Regions from separate parts of the Mus musculus genome. Here region 2 is linked to region 1. The links are chromatin contacts, called in public capture Hi-C maps. All regions are on one chromosome and are shown on one strand. The core of a region is the stretch at or near the end of the contact, and the rest is flanking DNA. Distances in the headings are between cores, read along the strand shown. Region 1 has its middle 9.4 kb from the start of Gm10046. Region 2 has its middle 15 kb from the start of Dyrk1b.

The links. Capture Hi-C pulls out chosen DNA fragments and counts their contacts.
Region 2: a capture Hi-C map of embryonic stem cells shows a contact between it and region 1, with 2.9 times the contacts expected there. The contact joins two enhancer-like sites. A contact is called at or near these places in 1 of 39 promoter capture datasets (stem cell-derived epiblast-like cells) and 1 of 9 other capture datasets (embryonic stem cells).

What each region holds. Positions count from the first base shown.
Region 1 is chr7:27,753,674-27,758,874 of GRCm38.p6, reverse strand. No RefSeq gene overlaps it. Among named protein-coding and RNA genes, the nearest start is that of Gm10046, 9.4 kb to the left of the region's middle. Within about 2 kb of position 2,149, at least 70 of the 459 cell types and tissues checked have an H3K27ac peak or open chromatin away from gene starts, as enhancers often do. A contact at or near this core is called in embryonic stem cells, where this site is marked.
Region 2 is chr7:28,192,580-28,197,780 of GRCm38.p6, reverse strand. It overlaps a transcript of Dyrk1b not described here. Among named protein-coding and RNA genes, the nearest start is that of Dyrk1b, 15 kb to the right of the region's middle. Within about 2 kb of position 2,195, at least 25 of the 459 cell types and tissues checked have an H3K27ac peak or open chromatin away from gene starts, as enhancers often do. A contact at or near this core is called in embryonic stem cells, where this site is marked.

The DNA of each region.
Region 1 (5,201 bases), core at 900-3,399:
AAGGAGGTGGGAAGGGCGTTGTTGGAAAATACCAAAAATACCAGTTAAGAGTCACAAGGAAGTACAAAGTCACAGGTGTCACAAGGAATGGTAATTGTTAACTCTCAAGACAGTTTCTAAGAGCCCCCTAACAATAGCACCTTTGCATAGTGGGTTCCAGCAATGGTCAGGGTGGGTCAGGGTGACTTTCTTTGAATGAACACTCCTTGAACCCAGGAAGCGGGTGGGTGGAGGAATGTTGCTATCTGTTTTATGATTAGCATACCTTGGAGCACTGAGTTTACTACTCTTTCAGTTTCATCAAACATAGTTGGAAAACATTTAAATTCTTGGGGCAACCTGGCCCTCTGTAACCTCCCTTGGTTCTATTTTAAAACAAATACAGGTTGAGTCATCTCTGCCAATGGGAGGTTGAAGAATGCATCTTTCAGGTCCAAGACAATGTACACCTCTTTTTCTGGAGGAATTAGACTCATGAAAGTATACCGTTTCAGGACCATCGGGTGGCTGATCACTATTCTCTTGTTTGTTTTCTTTGGAGTTTGGACGATTCTCTAGTCAGAGGTCCCAGGTTTCTTCACTGGCAGAAGAGGCATGTTCTAAGTCGGTTTCTCTAAACCAGGCAGTATGAACTGTGATTTCCTTCTTTTGTTTCTAGGGCAACTGTGTAATTTTTTAAAAATCTGGTAGAGTAGAAATTGGTTAGTTAAATTTGGTGTTGGGCCAGTCCTAGGGATTCGGTTTCTCCCTAGGACTCACCCACAGGAATCTTTGTTGTCAATCTGAAAGATAGTCCAACTGTATCTTTTGATTGGTGGCAAGACTTTCAGCTAGAAGATATTCTTCTGACAGAGGGCAAGACACCAATATTTTCTTGGGTATCTGTAGTCTAACTGTCTCATCAATCAAGAAGGTGATTGTGGCTTTCAGTTTACGCAAAGGGTCTTTTCTCTCAATCAGTTGTTTTTGTTACCTTTTGAGCTACCTCCAGAAACTGGGACCTATTTATACATTGAAATTCATCTAATTTGCATAAACATTTTCCTCATACCTGGGATTGCTATGTGACAAGGCAATCTTTTTAGCAGCTGTCTTTAACCCTTCTGAAAAGGGCCTAGAGAAAATCACCTGTTTGGTCAGTGTTGGACAGAAGGGAAAATCCATTCTATCTTGGCTGCACTATCTGGTAGCAATCCTTCTACCTAAGCAGATGCATTTTTCTGAGAATAGTGGGTTTTAAGTTTTCCAATTCTATAGGTTGTTGGCATCAAAAGACCAGTTTTGCAGATCCACTCCAAACTCAAGATGTGGCACCTAGGTGTCATGTCACCTGTTGCTATGGCGACCACATACCTTCCCAGAGCCCACTTCCCACACTCACTTGCAAACAGATTAGTCACAGCCTATATAAATGATAGAGTTTTCCCCACTTTTTTCCACCTCTTTTTTTCTGTTCCCCTTTGTCTTTCTCTCTTTACCCTCTTTGTCCCCAGTAAAAGCTCTTACATGTGGAACTGCTTGCTAGCCGCTATTCTAACACATCGTAGGTCAATGATTGAAAAGAAGACATGAACTATGAAAGAAGAAAGAGGGAGTGTTTTTCCTTTCTCTGTCCAATGGGTGCAATAGGCGGCTTACAGCAAGTAAGAAGGGAACAAAGAGAGACTATTCCTCCCTCCCTGTGTGCAACTCACTTAGGTGCCTGGGGACTCTTTTGTGTCTCCATACAGAAAAAGGGGCTGATCAGGACAAAGGGTGGGAGTAAAGAAAAGAAGCAAGCAGGTGCTCCAGGAGCCTGGAGGGCTGAGAGAACAGGGTTTTGTTTTGTTTGTTGTTTTCTGGAAGACCTGGTGGAGCCTAAAGTGTTTGGGTCCCCTAACAGGAGAGCACAGATCCTGAGCTGGGAGTGGGATGTCTTCCACTAGAGAAAGCCAACTAGTCATTATAGGGAAACTGTTCAAGGTGGCTGGGGTTGCATATTTTAGGAGTGAACCATTAGTGGGCCACTTGACTCCAAAAGATGGCCAGTTGATTTCAAAGAAGGTCCAGAGCTTTTCCAAACAAGAAACAGACATCAAACCCGTTCTCATCTGCAAAACTCTTCTTTGGGCCAAGCAGCTCACAGCTGCCATTGCAGTCATCCATCTCCATAGCAACAGCAACAGCCGCTGCTGCAGCCACAGTCACTGTGCTAAAAAGGGATTCGAGGTGGCTCTGCATTTGAGATTGAGGGGGTAACTCCCGGGCAGCAGTTGGATCACTCCTTCATTTTAGATGTTTCTCCAATAAACGGAACTAACAGAAACACACAGGGAGATTCACACATAAGCACACAAACTAAAGACAACCAGTAGCCACTTAACAACCATATGCCTGATCAGACTAGGGGGTGTGCAAAGCTTTGGATCCCAGACACTGGCTCAAGACAATGGGTCATTAACCACATCTGGCCTTTCCTTTGTGTCCTAAACAGAAGGTGCCTTTGTTGGGAGCTATTAAGACAACACAATTGTCCTGATCTCTGAATTGGGCCTCTCCCCACCCCCCCCAGAAGAAAAGGGGGTCAAAAGCAGGCCACCGACACTCCGATTCCAAGAACAACCACAGAATGTTCCAGCCCTAAGTCATCATCGATGTCCTGACCACACCCTGATACCACCAAGTTCCTGCTTACCAAAAGCTACTCTGTAGCTGCCAAAAGAAGAAATTTCTATTGCCCCCCTCCCACTGATAAGTACTTCTCCTTTTGCTTGTATTGCCCCACCCCTCCCACTGATAAGTACCTGTACTTCCCCTTTTGCTTGTGCATTTAAGCCTTGGGCCTTTCTCAATACAGTGGGGTCTTGATGCAATTCAGAACATTTCCGTGTCGTTATTCACACAAGACCCTCGTCTCTCTCTACCCACCATTTGGTTCTTAGGAGAAGGTCCCCTCTAGACCCTCGAATAACTGGACCTGCTGGACGGGTCATGCTTTAACCAGACTTATATTTGGAGGTGACAGACCAAGCAACGTTTTAATTTGTTTCCTTTGGGAGTCGAGGCCTCAGACTCTTCCCAAGCGTTAGGCAGTGATTGATCAAGGGGAGTCTTGGGGGACCCGGAAAGTCTTCAGGTTGCATACTATGTCAACACCACTCTTCCTGCTCTTGAGAGCCTCCGAGGCCTCCCGTGTCTTGAGGTTTGGTCTCTAGGGATCTTAGTGGAACCTCCTGAAGTGTTGTGACCTATCCACCAGAGACTACTTGGAGGCAGGCTTAAGCCAATATTAAGTCTTTATTAGCTGGCCAGCAGCTGCACTGGTGATATGGATCCTAGTGTGAATCCCCAAGCCCTTCTCAGTGTAAGCTTTTAAGAAACAAAACTGTATCCTGGGTCCCAAAGGGTGAAGAGACTCCTCTGTCTGCTGGTGGTGTTGGATTGTATCGCCCTGCTACTGCTGACAAAATAAGGCAACTAAACTTACAGAAGTTTTAGAAAACTGTTCTGTTGCTTTTTAATGCCTTAAACCCAGATTAAAATACTAAGCGATTTTAAAGGACTCTAGAATTGCCAAAATACTTCCCATTGGCCAGCCACACAGCAGAACCTTAGTGAAATAAAAGAATCTATTCCAGATAGCCATAGCCAATTATTAAATATCACCATTTCTGTAACTATATAAGCAGAGTGTACTGACTGTGGGGAGAGGGCTGAAAAATTGAGTACTCACTGGGGAACTCAGAGTGACTGCTTTCACTTTGATGGATGGTAACTAACGACAACAGAAACCTAGGTACCATAACTTGTGCAAAAGAGTCACTGACATGCAATGAGGTTCCTCACACCGGACACCTGATGAGCACACATGGAGAACAGCTGGGCTGCCTTTGGGCTATTCTGAATTCTATGGAATATCAACTTTCTGGCCATGCCTATCACTGAATGGCTCTATCTAAGAAAGCAGGCATTGCCGGGCAGTGGTAGCACACGCCTTTAATCCCAGCACTTGGGAGGCAGAGGCAGGCAGATTTCTGAGTTCAAGGCCAGCCTGGTCTACAAAGTGAGTTCCAGGACAGCCAAGACTATACAGAGAAACCCTGTCTTTCGAAAAAAAAAAAAAAAAAAAACAGACAAACAACAGACTACATATCTAACACAAGTGTACAACCATCTGGCTGTGGATAATTTATTTGTACCAGTAATGACATGTGAAAACCTACCAGATCATGTTGGACACATGAACTTACTAGTTGTGGAAGATGGGACCACCTCATCTCAGACCATCCCAAGACCAAAATGTGGCAGACATTCTGTCACATCATGAAATTTTCTCAAGAAAGTTCATCATGAAATCACATCATATAATTTTCTCAAGAAAATTACAATTAAACCACCTGCCTCTATAGCCAGGCTGGACCTTGAGTGCAGTGTCTCCTGTCCTTGACACTCCAATCACCACAGACTAGCCCTCAGATGACCTGCCATCTGGACTTGCCTTTGGCATCTCTGCTCCTGAAAAACACCTGCAGCATGTAACATTTTTTCTGGTCTCTCCAGACTCTTCCAAAGGCCTGTATCAGCTGTGTCTAGACTTTAGCATAGCCTCTTTGAATCCTGAAACTTCTTTAGTCCTTTTTGAGCCATTTTGTAACCTGCACATTTGTATATTACTGTGTAGCGTGTTAAAGTGCAATGGAAGAGCTAGAGAGATGGCTCAGCGGTTAAGATCACTGACTGCTCTTCCAGAGGTCTTGAGTTCAATTCCCAGCAACCACATGGTGGCTCACAACCATCTGTAATGGGATCCAATGCCCTCTTCTGGTGTCTGAAGACAGCTACCGTGTACTCATATACATAAAAATAGATCTTTAAAGTGCAATGGAAGACTTCGTATTGGTAATTAAGATCAGAATAAAAAGGCAAAGTGTGGTGGCATGTGCCTTTAATCTCAGCACTCAGGAGGCATAGGCATATAGAGCTCTGAGTTCAAGGCTACCCTGGTCTACAAAGAGAGTTCCAGGACACCAAGGGATAGACAGATAAACCCTGTCTCAAAAAACAAACAACCAAAAACAACAATCACAACCAAAAACCAATTAAAATATTGAAAATATGGACTAAAACCTATTGTTGTCAACAACCCATTAGCAAGCAAAATTGGGATAACTTGACAAAATACTCAGCAAGACAAAAGGTTGTAAATTTATTGCTTATTCAAC
Region 2 (5,201 bases), core at 946-3,445, 440 kb before region 1:
AAGCCAGAGAACAAAGTGAGGGGCCGAGTCTCTCCTTTCAACATGTGGGCTCTGGGGCTTGAACTCAGGTCATCAGGTGTGATGGCAAGCATTTTCACTTGCTAAGCCATTCTGATGGCCCGAGTTTAAACTTTTTGTTTGTTTGTTTTTTTCGAGACAGGGTTTCTCTGTGTAGCCTTGGCTGTCCTGGAACTCACTTTGTAGACCAGGCTGGCCTCGAACTCAAAAATCCGCCTGCCTCTGCCTCCCAAGTGCTGGGATTAAAAGGTTTAAACTTTCTAGTAGCCACTTAATAAAAACAAATATAAATTAATTTTAATAATATATTTTATTTAACCCAAGATATCCAAAATATTACCATATCAACATGTGAGCAATATAAAAATTATTTTTTGTACCACATCTTTCAAATCAGGTGGGCGTTTTACACTTAAAATATATCTCAATTCACACGAGCCACATTCTCAAGTGCTCTAAGACACTGGTCCTGGTCACTACTGACTGAACAGCACATCAAGGCCCTTGCTGTCTCAGGCCATCACATCTTGGGCCCCTTAGAAGTGTGGTATCTTGGGCCCTTCCCATGTCCCAGAGAATTCAAATGCACATTCAAGGCTGAGGAAATGGGCCGGTTCTGCTGCACACACTTCTGTGGCTGCCTATTGCTTTCATGGTAAGTGGCTAACTTCTGAGCTTGACAAGCATCCATCCATCCATCCCACCCAGCCACCCACCCACCATCCTAACATCACTCATTCTGGACATGGCTCCTGAGCACTGAGTGCTGGGCCCCGTGGTGGGTGGTCTGGGTGGTACTGGGACACAGCAGGGCAGACTGGCCTCATTTATTCCCTCTTGAAGCTCCCAGCAGGCAACGGCCATCATTCATGCTCCCTTTGACTAGTATGGATGCTGTGTGCTCTGCACAAAGTTACAGCGGGCGAGAGAGCGAGCAAGCGAGGTGCACCCCAGGAGGCCTGACCTGGCCGGAGTGGACAGGGATCCAGAAACGAAGCCAAATAAGGGAAGAGGCCACAACCGTGGCAAGCCGCCACGGGCAGATTAAATGTCCTACTCCAGGGGACATGACTGCCAAACAACCTGGCCCATCTTTAAGAAGGATCACTTTCAGCAGAGAGTCGAGGAGACAGGCCCTGAGTGTAAGGTTACAGGAAGATCTCCAGGGCGACACGACACCATGCAAAGAAAAGTAGGAGAAAGGGAACCGAGGACTAGGAAGGGACTCAGCTGGCCAGCAGATGAGTAACTTGGGTCAAAGAATCACATCATGGTGAGCCTTTCCTTAAAAAGCCCTTCCAGTAGCCAGGCCTGGTGGGACACACTGTTAATCTCAGCACTTGGGAGGCAGAGGCAGGTGGAAGCTCTGTGAGTTCAAGACTAGCCTGGTCTACAGAGGAAGTTTTAGATCAGCCAGGGCTACACTGAGACAGTCTCAAAAAGGAAAAAATAAAATAAAAAGCCCCTTTATTAGACATACTTGAGTTTGCTAGGACAGCAAGCAGAGGGGTTGGGGAGGGGTGAAGTCAGCAGTTAAAGATGACAGCAGGATTTATATTAGGACAGGAGTATATTAGGGCTTTCTGCTTTTAGGTGTTTAAACTTCCCTGAAATGAAGAATTCCTTTTTCTTCAGGACAACTGAAGACAAAGGAAAGTTTTAGCCGCTGGTGAAGGAAGGCACTGAAGCTCTTCCTAAAGGGAGAAGTCAAAAAAAAAAACCAGAGCTCCAAGGAAGAAAGTGGTTAAAGGCACGCCCAGAGGCCCAGGATGCCTGCCTTTCTATCTGAAAAAGGCTTGAGCCTGGTCATAGGCGCAGGCCTGGAGACCCAGCAGGCTGGGAGGTGGAAGCAGGAGAGTCAGGGGTCAAGGTCAAACTACAGTGAGTCTGAGGTAAAGCTGGGCTCCCCAGCCTTGCCTTCTCTCTTTTTTTTTTCAGACAGGTCTCACTGTGTAGCGCCCAGGTGCCCTGGAACTCTCTCTATAGATCCAGGCTGGACCTGAATTCAGAGCTCTGCCTGCTTCTAGCTCCCAAATGCTGGGATTAAAGGCTGATCCACTATACCTGGCTTTTAAATAGTATCTTTTGTGTATGAATGTTCTGCCTGCATATATGCATGTGTGCCTGGTGACTATAGAGGTCAGCAGAGGGCATTGGAGTCTCTGGAACTAAAGTTATGGATGGCTGTGAGCCGCCACATAAAGAGCTGAAGCTCTGTCCTCTATAGAGCATCAAGTACTCTTAATTGCCTAGCTGTCTCTCCAGCTCCAAGACTCCTGTCTTAAACAAAACAGGTGATAAGTTTAAACTCCAGATGCCTTATTGAGAGCCTGTTCCAAGGTGACTGAATCTTGTCTATGGTATGGCTGAGTCTCCAGGCCCAGGCCCTATCCCCAGCACATCTTCTGGGAAGACTAAGCAGTAACTGAACACAAGCCTACAAAGGCTCAAGCCTGTGCCTGGCTTGGGGAAGCTACTGTGACATGGTCGGCAGTTATTGGTATACTTTGGGCTTCTGAAACCAGGCTGGCCTCAAAACTTGTGATCATCTGCCTCTCAAGTGCTGGGACAGGTCTGTGTCACCACACTGGTCATTCTAAGATGGATCAAATGGCCATACTGACAGCTCATGGTCACCAACTTGCTGTCCTCACAGCCAGACTCCACAGTGGCAGACTTGTAATGTGGCCAACACCCAGAGAATCTGTCAGCTACTCTGGATGCTGTGACACACAGCAGAGCCCTGACTCTAGGCAGGGATGGTGACATCTGAAGGTTCCTGGAGGGGCAGCTCCAACATGTATTAAGAGACAGGAGCTGTGGTGCAGATGTGACTCAAGAGGACACCCAGGGCCGACCATGACAGACACAGAGGCAGACCTCCTTTCCCCCCACTCTATAGGGCCTCTGCAGGAATGAACAGACTCCTGGAGGTCTGTTTCCTTGTGGCTACACACTGGGGAGCTTCTGAGTTAGTGGTTTCCCACAGAGTTTAACAGGGCTGAAAATGGGGGTTGGGAGTGGGAGGACGGCAATGGGTGAGGCAGAGTGGCAGAAGGGAGATGCAAGCCCCTGTGGACAGGCTGGGTGAGCCGGTGGCCACTCAAGGGTCACTCTGAGAGAGGGCAGGGTGAGGCAGCATACAGAGCTGACAGCCCAAGGACTACCAGGGGCAGAGGGTGTTTCACAAGCCTCGAGAGTAGGAGGAGACGAGGAGACATACCAGCACAGGTAGGAAACAAGACTGTGATTGTGAGACTGCTAGAAGTTGAGGCGAGCGAGGAGAGCTCCCAGACAGTAAGTAAATGGTGAAACACTGGGACTTGCTAGATGCTGTCTCTGGGGTCAGCAGAATGGCAGGCAAAGTCTGGCTGCAGAGAGAAGTGCTTCACATGCAGGCCTGGTCATGCTGCTAGCTTCTGCCAAGATGACCAGACAAGAACGAAAAGCACACAAAGGAGTTTGCTTGCCATCTAGAAGGTCCCAAGGAAGCAGGAATCTGTGTGGCTCCTAGGTGCTGACCTGAGTCAGAGGCATGAACAGAGGGATACAGAGATGTGCGTGTGGGAGGCTACAGATGAGTGATACCCTAGGCAGCACCAGCTAGGACAGGAAGTAGTGGCACACCCCATGCCTAGACCTGAGTCTAACACTGTTCTCCAGTAGAAGGGATCAGAGCTGCCTGGAAAAAAGCCCATGAATCTGTGACACGGTGCAGGGGCACAGAGAAAACACAAGGAGAGAAAACAGGGAGGATGCAGGAGCCTGCCCGGAAGGCAGCAGCAGCTTGGACAAAACAGTCAGAGCAACACTGGGTCAGACAGCTACGAAATGGACACCTTGAGTTCATGCCAACACAGCCACTATAGAAATAAACTAACAACAACAAAAATACAATAATTCTTATTAGAATGTCACAGGCCAGAGCCACTGGTGAGGAGTGCCAGCAGTGGTGACACTCAGGGGCAGGGGACAGTGTCACAGCCCCAGTGTCCTCTGAGTCTGCCAATTACTGTATATTAGCCCTGGAAGGTGTGAACAGTGCTCAGAGGGGCATTTACTGGAAGCTTCATCTTCACCGTAACGATGTCACTGGGGGTGTGCTCTCTATGAGACTCCAGTTAGTCCCCATGAGCATTATACAAAAGCAAGCCTGGCCTTTCCTCACTGTCTGGCTGCCTGTCTTACTGCTGACCCCTTTCAGACATGGTGGCATCTACCTCAAGTCTGAACTGAGCTCTTTATACATGACCTAGTCTCAGGTACTTTGCTATAGTAACAGAAAGCAGGCTATTGTGCTGGAGTAGTTTTAACATATGGACACAAATCCTCGTGACAGTTTTCTCTCCAGGAATTAGAGCTTAAGTGTCCCTTACTTTGAGTGTGAGATGAAGTTCGTGACCATTCTTACAGAAAGACAGTGGAAGTGGACACAATAATCCTAGAGCCGGGGAAACCTGTAGACACCCTGAATGAAGGCCAAGGTCAACTACCTTAGTAGTCTTTCCAGCTTTACATTCCCTATGCAACCCTGAGGAAATGCTTAACAAACGCAGACAGAGCGGCACTCTGACTGCTGACTGCCACCACTCAAGACTGCCCTAGAGAAGAGAAGGCTGGAGGGATCGCCCCGGAGTGGGACTGACGATCAGTGCAGTGTGGCCCCGGGGCCAGAGCTGGAACAGAAAAAGCATGTTCAGAGGCAAATGGGAGAGATAGGCTTAGAAAACGGGAGCAGGCGCGGATGTCCTAGCTTTGGTGGGTATGTCCTAGAAGACACTGACACCAGGGGAGCGGGGTACATCTGACACTGACACCAGGGGAGCGGGGTACATCTGGGGACAGTTTCTGCACAATCTCTGACACTTTTCTACAAACCTAAAATTACTGAATGACAGTTTCCTCCCTACTGACTGGGCTTCAGTGGTCCCCAGCCACCATCTGACTCCTGTACGCCTCACTCCCATCTCCTATCTCAGATACCTCGGACTGGGCCAGGCATGGCCTCCAGGTTCCCATAGCCCTTTGCAACCTAAAGATCTTGCCACCATGACTCACTCAAGTCTGTTTGCCCATCTCAGCCTTGACCACTGTCTGCAGACAGCCTGCCTTCCCACTGGCTCGTGTGTTTGGTGAAGGCAGAGGCTGGCCAGGCCTGCCATCACTATATCTGGGTCACAGGA